Regions from separate parts of the Bos taurus genome. Here region 2 is linked to region 1. A link is a contact called in public Hi-C data. All regions are on one chromosome and are shown on one strand. The core of a region is the stretch at or near the end of the contact, and the rest is flanking DNA. Distances in the headings are between cores, read along the strand shown. Region 1 overlaps PREX1 (phosphatidylinositol-3,4,5-trisphosphate dependent Rac exchange factor 1). Region 2 overlaps PREX1 (phosphatidylinositol-3,4,5-trisphosphate dependent Rac exchange factor 1).

The links. Hi-C and Micro-C count contacts between places; a contact is called where the count stands out from the background.
Region 2: a Hi-C map of an unstated tissue shows a contact between it and region 1, with 2.0 times the contacts expected there. The contact joins two enhancer-like sites. A contact is called at or near these places in 2 of 11 Hi-C or Micro-C datasets (skin fibroblasts and an unstated tissue).

Annotation. Positions count from the first base shown.
Region 1 is chr13:76,961,400-76,964,162 of ARS-UCD2.0, forward strand. All of the region lies in intron 1 of PREX1 (phosphatidylinositol-3,4,5-trisphosphate dependent Rac exchange factor 1), which reads right to left. LOC112449342 (a long non-coding RNA gene) reads right to left here. Exons shown (of 3, transcript XR_009497029.1): 1 at 1-2,763. Among named protein-coding and RNA genes, the nearest start is that of PREX1, 59 kb to the right of the region's middle. Within about 2 kb of position 1,317, at least 16 of the 102 cell types and tissues checked have an H3K27ac peak or open chromatin away from gene starts, as enhancers often do.
Region 2 is chr13:77,011,256-77,014,018 of ARS-UCD2.0, forward strand. The region is part of intron 1 of PREX1 (phosphatidylinositol-3,4,5-trisphosphate dependent Rac exchange factor 1); the gene reads right to left. Among named protein-coding and RNA genes, the nearest start is that of PREX1, 9.1 kb to the right of the region's middle. Within about 2 kb of position 1,371, at least 24 of the 102 cell types and tissues checked have an H3K27ac peak or open chromatin away from gene starts, as enhancers often do.

The DNA of each region.
Region 1 (2,763 bases), core at 67-2,566:
TGGTGTGGCCCAGTGGGATGACCAGGAGTTGGGAGGCCAAGGTCAGTGAGGCACTCAGGCTGGAGTGACCACAGGCAAGTCACAAAGGAGACCTTTACAAAATGCAAATGTGGTCACCCCAGGTCCTACCAGGCCTACCAATGGTTACCCACCGTTCTGAGGATAACAAGCAAAACGGCCATGCAGGACCCCTCCTCACCACTGCCACCAAGCCTTCAGGCTCTTCAGGCTGTTCTGAAAAGACGTGGAGATTGCTCCGGCCCCTGGGCCTTTGCACGTGCTATTCCCTCCAACCACAACGCTCATGGCCCTCCTTTAACCCAGTTAATATCAGTTCACCTTGCCTGACTTCTCAACCAGCTCAAAGCCCACGTTCAGGCCCCAGCAGCTCCGTAAACCCTTCTTAGAGCCACCACAGCTACAATGTAACCTATGAGATTATTCAAGTAAGGCCTGTCTCCCTCACCAGAGCTCCAAGAGGTCTTGCTGAGCCACAGCTTTATTCCTGCTGCACTCACTCTGTTTTATTCATGGTTACCCGCCCCCGCAGCACTTAGCACCTGGCATTTAATGTATTTCTGAATGAATAAGTGAAAATAAGCAAATGAATGAGAGAGAGAGAGAGAGACGGTCCTTCCTCTGGGGCTGTTTCCTCATCTAGAAAACAGGAACAGCATGGGAAGTCCCTGGCGGTGCAGTGGTTAGGACTCCACCCTTCCACTGCAAGGGGCACAGGTTCGATCCCTGGTCAGGGAACTAAGATCCTGCATATCGCACACCACAGCCAAAAGCAAAAAGAAGAACAGTAAGACTGCCTCAAGGATCACCGTGAGGATTATAAGAAATGATGCCCACTAGCGAGGTGATCTGGGGAGACTGGGCCTCCCCGGGCCCACAGACTGACAGGTCACCAAGGTTCCCCCAAGGGAGTCTTCTGACAGGTCCTTCGCTGGGGGCCTCACCCACCGCCCAGGGACCCCGTGAGGGAGGAGAAAGGAGGGCAAGGGGAGGCTCTGGTTCAAGGTCCCACCTACCAGTGCGGAAGGTACCTACGTGTTAACCTCGGCTTCCTCTTCTGTAACCGGAGATTCAGACACCTACCTCGAGAAGATGACACAGATAATGAACCTCAGCTTCAGCCTCGCACAAGAGTGAGGCCTCATGAAATGCCAGCACATACACTCCCATCACTGATATTATTTTTATCTGTCAATCTTTGATGAGAGAAGAAAGCCCCCACCCCCAACACGCAGATTACAATATATTTTCCTCATACTTGCCCCGAAACGGGGTGTCTCACTCCCCTTCAACCATACCAGCTAGTCTGCCTTTTCCTGTGACTCTCCAGGCTTGTCCCCGCCTCGGGGCCTTTGCATGTGCTATTCCCTCAGCCTGGCTCTTCCCCCAGGTTATTACGGAGGAAGACACTCTCCCCCTCCACATCTTGCTTTCATTCTTTATAAAGCAGTTATCACAGACTCCATGCTATTTTATACACTAATGAGTGGTTCTTTCTCATCAGTGGAATGGATTTCTGTGTGTCTGGATCACTGCCGTCTCCACAGAACTTAGACTGGTGCGAGGCAGATACACGATGCTCAAAAAATAATTATTAAGAGAAGAAAGGAAGGGAAGTTACATAAGCCTCTGAGCCTCTGTTTCTACATCTGTAATACAGGGTAAATAAGAGCTTCTATCTCTTAGGGTTCTTTGGAAGATTAAAGGAAACATTACATAGAAAGTGCTTAGCACCGGGAAAGGAGCACAATAAAAACTCGTATTTTAAAAAAGCACAGATGTCCGCCAGCAGGCGAGTGGATGCACAGATTGTAGTGTATTCACAAAATGGAATACAACTCTGCAATCAAAAGAAGAACCGCGCACACACAGGACGACACGGGCGTGTCCTAAGAACAGTGGCCGAGCCAAAGAGGCCAGAGACACAGAAGGGTGGGCCCCGTGGGACCGCGCTGCTGCAGAAGCCAGCGAACTGCCAAGAGCATCTCTGATGACAGAGATGACCAAACCGGCTACTTTTCTCAGCAGAACACCAAACAGGTTACTTTTTGTCTCCAGGTGCTGACCAGCAAGGGGCCTGAAGTGACCTCTGGGGTCAGCACGTTCTAGATCTTGGCCTGGTGGTGAAGAGCAAGCAACAGTCACGGAGATGTGCACGCAAGACCTGTGTACTTAAACGGGTGTAGTCACACTGCTCTCAAAATTACTCCAAACTTTATTTTTCCGGCAAAGTGATGGAAAGGAGATGGTTCCCTTCCACCCTGGTTCATCCACCTGCCCACACACGCGGCTCCCAGGTTCTGGCAGCCAACACACCCACTGCACTTCAGGCAAAAACCGAGTCCCCCTCCCACGCGGCCCCGGCTTCGGCGAGGCCTGTTACCAGAGACAAGCTGCTACACACACACGCACACGCACACACTTCAGGCAAAACCGAGTCCCCCTCCCACGCGGCCCCGGCTTCGGTGAGGCCTGTTACCAGAGACAAGCTGCTACACACACACGCACACGCACACACTTCAGGCAAACCGAGTCCCCCCTCCCACGCGGCCCTGGCTTCGGTGAGGCCTGTTACCAGAGACAAGCTGCTACACACACACACGCACACACACACACATGCGTGCACACACCCTCACTGCCCCACGGCTCTGCTTCCGAGAAGATGCAAGAACAGGAAGACTGCTTGGAGGTTCCAAAAGGTCAGAGTGGTAGTGCTGGGGAGGGAAGGCAGGAGGCTCCCCACTG
Region 2 (2,763 bases), core at 121-2,620, 50 kb after region 1:
TGTTCTTGAGCAAAAAGAAGGGAAATACTGAGATTCTAAAACATGATAATAATTTTAATAAAAGAACAACTACCATTGACTGGAGCCTGGCCATATGCCAACACTGAACAAAGTGTCCCAACCCATTTTACAGATGAGGAAACTGAGGTCGAGAGAGGGGAAACTCCTTGGGGAAACTCCTTGCCAAGGATCGCAGAGCCACTGAGGGGCAGAGACACAATTCAGACCCAGATAGTCTGGGCCAGACCCCAGGGCCCAAAAATCCACACAAAAATACTGAGCATTTATATAAATTAAGACCATCACATTATTTTAAACATATGGGAATTCCCTGGTAGTCCAGTGATTAGGACTACGCACTTTCACTGCCAAGGATGTGGGTTCAATCCCTGGTGGGGGAACAAAGATCCTACAAGCTGCGTAGTACAGTCAAAAATAAACAAATAAATGTGTGTGTGTGTGCAGAGGAGATGTTTTTTTTTTCTTCACTTGACAGATATTTAATGAGCACCTACTATGTGCCAGGCACTTTTTAACAGTGCTGGAGAGAGAGAGTGAATAAAGGACCACCCAGAGAAAAGGAGACAGGAAGCAGTAAGTGGGGGCAGAATACAATTTCAAACAGGAAGTGGTGGTGGGGTAGTCAGAAAAGACCTTCCGAAGACCACGAGGTTTAAGCAGAGGCCTGAAGGAGTAAGCCATGGGGATACTGGAGGAAGTGCACTCCAGACAGAACAAATGGGAAGACCCTGATGCAGGAGCACGCCTGGGGCCCTGAGAAAGGGTCCATGTGGCTGGAGGGGAGCAAGGGAGGGCGACAGGACGCTCTGGAATTAGACGGCAGCGATGACTGCACAACTTTGTGAATATACCCCAAACCGCTGAACTGTGCTCTTGAGGGGGTAGAATGTATAGTGTGTGAATCATACCTCAATGTTAAAAAAAAGGTATGAAAAAAAAAGATGCCTCAGAGACGGAGGGGAGAAGAGACAGGGCAAGTGGTGTGGGACCTCCTGGGCCACCCTGAGGACCTGGCTTTGACTGAGGGCGCTGGCAGCCACAGCAGGGCTTTGAACGGGGCAGCGGCACGACCTAACAAGTCTAACGAGGCTCCTCGGGCTGTGCATGGAGAGCAGACCACGGGAGGCAAGGATGAGAGCAGCGGAGGCAGAGGCCAGTTCCCCAGGGTGGGTCCCCGGGCGAGTTACCCTCAGTGCCTCCATTTTTCTCATCTGTGAAGTGGGTGTGTAAAAGACACGCGAGCTGACGCCAGGTTAAGTGCTGTTGTGACGGCTGTGAGTGGAGGGTGGAGTCAGAGGTGCCACCGAACAGTTTTTAATCATGCAAATCAGTTTCCTGAACAGAAAACATGGGGTGGCCCTCCCTCACGGGAAGCAGGCACCCGTCTCACACCTCAACAGCCCTCCCAGTGCAGCCCGTCCACACCCAGGCCACGAAGAGGGGCCCAAACTCCTCTCCACGTGTGGTCGGCTCACAGCACCCACCCAGACAGAGGACAGAATCGCCCAGGTCACTAGACAGCCGGGGCACAGACAGGGGGGAGCTGCCTGTGGGAGGGGAAGATGTGGTCCTCCTCCTGGCGAGGTGCCCAGGAAGGAAGCAGGAGGTGTTTGCTGGACCTTGGGAAGGGCGCCATGCAGTCCTGAGTTTCAGGTCATCAGTCAGACGGTGCCACACCCCAGGGCCTCCTCATCCCACTAAGACTCAAGCCCAAACGGCTCACCGTGCACGTGAGGTTCACACCGCCAGAACCCCTGCTGCCCACGCCAACCTGACCTCCTCTTCAGCAAGCCGAACTGGGCCCTGCCTCAGGGCCTTTGCACACGCTGTGCCCACCACCTGGAGCACGCTTCTCTCAGCTCCTTCCTCAGCGGGCTCCTTCTCGGCCACCTCTTCAGAGGCCTCCCTTGACCACCTCATGTCAACAGATGACACCACCTCCGTCACCAGGGTACCTCCCCCTTCCTTTCTCCTCGGGGCACCCACTCCAAACTGTGTGCTGCTGCTAAGTCGCGTCAGTCGTGTCCGACTCTGTGCGACCCCATAGAGGGCAGCACACCAGGCTCCTCTGTCCCTGGGATTCTCCAGGCAAGAACACTGGAGTGGGTTGCCACTGCCTTCTCCCCAAACTGTGTGGACTTGAGCAATTTCCTCAGCCTCTCTGGGCCTTGGCTTCCCCAGGAGCAAAATAGATATAATGACAGTCTCTACTCCAAAGGGTTACTGCAAGGGCTCAAAGAGATAATTCATACAGTACCTGGCACCCAGCAGGACCTCAGTGGATTATCTTATCATGATTACACCTCTCGTCACTTGCTCAAGCCATCTCTTTTTGTACTGTGTGAAGATTCCACGAGGGCAAGAACTTTGTCCATCTTGTACTGGCCATGTGCCAACATCTAGCCCATATGTCTGACACTTAGTAGGTGCTTAACATCTGTTTGTTTAAGAAGTGAATTTGTGAATGAAGGCATTGACTGCCTATACCCCACGGTGACCCTGGCCTCACTCCTCCTGGGAGCAGCTTCTTGCAGAAGCTACCCACCCTCCCCAGCAACTGGCCACCTGCCTCTACCAATCTTCAGTGGCCCTAGGCCAGCCAGCCTGAAATAGCCTCACCTCTCCTGGCCCAGAACCAAGGGGTCAGTTGCCAGCTCCACCCTGGGGAAGGAACTGGGCGGGTAAACACAGATTGTGTGTCTGACCACACGACAGAAGAGGGGCGGACAGGCAGATTCCCTT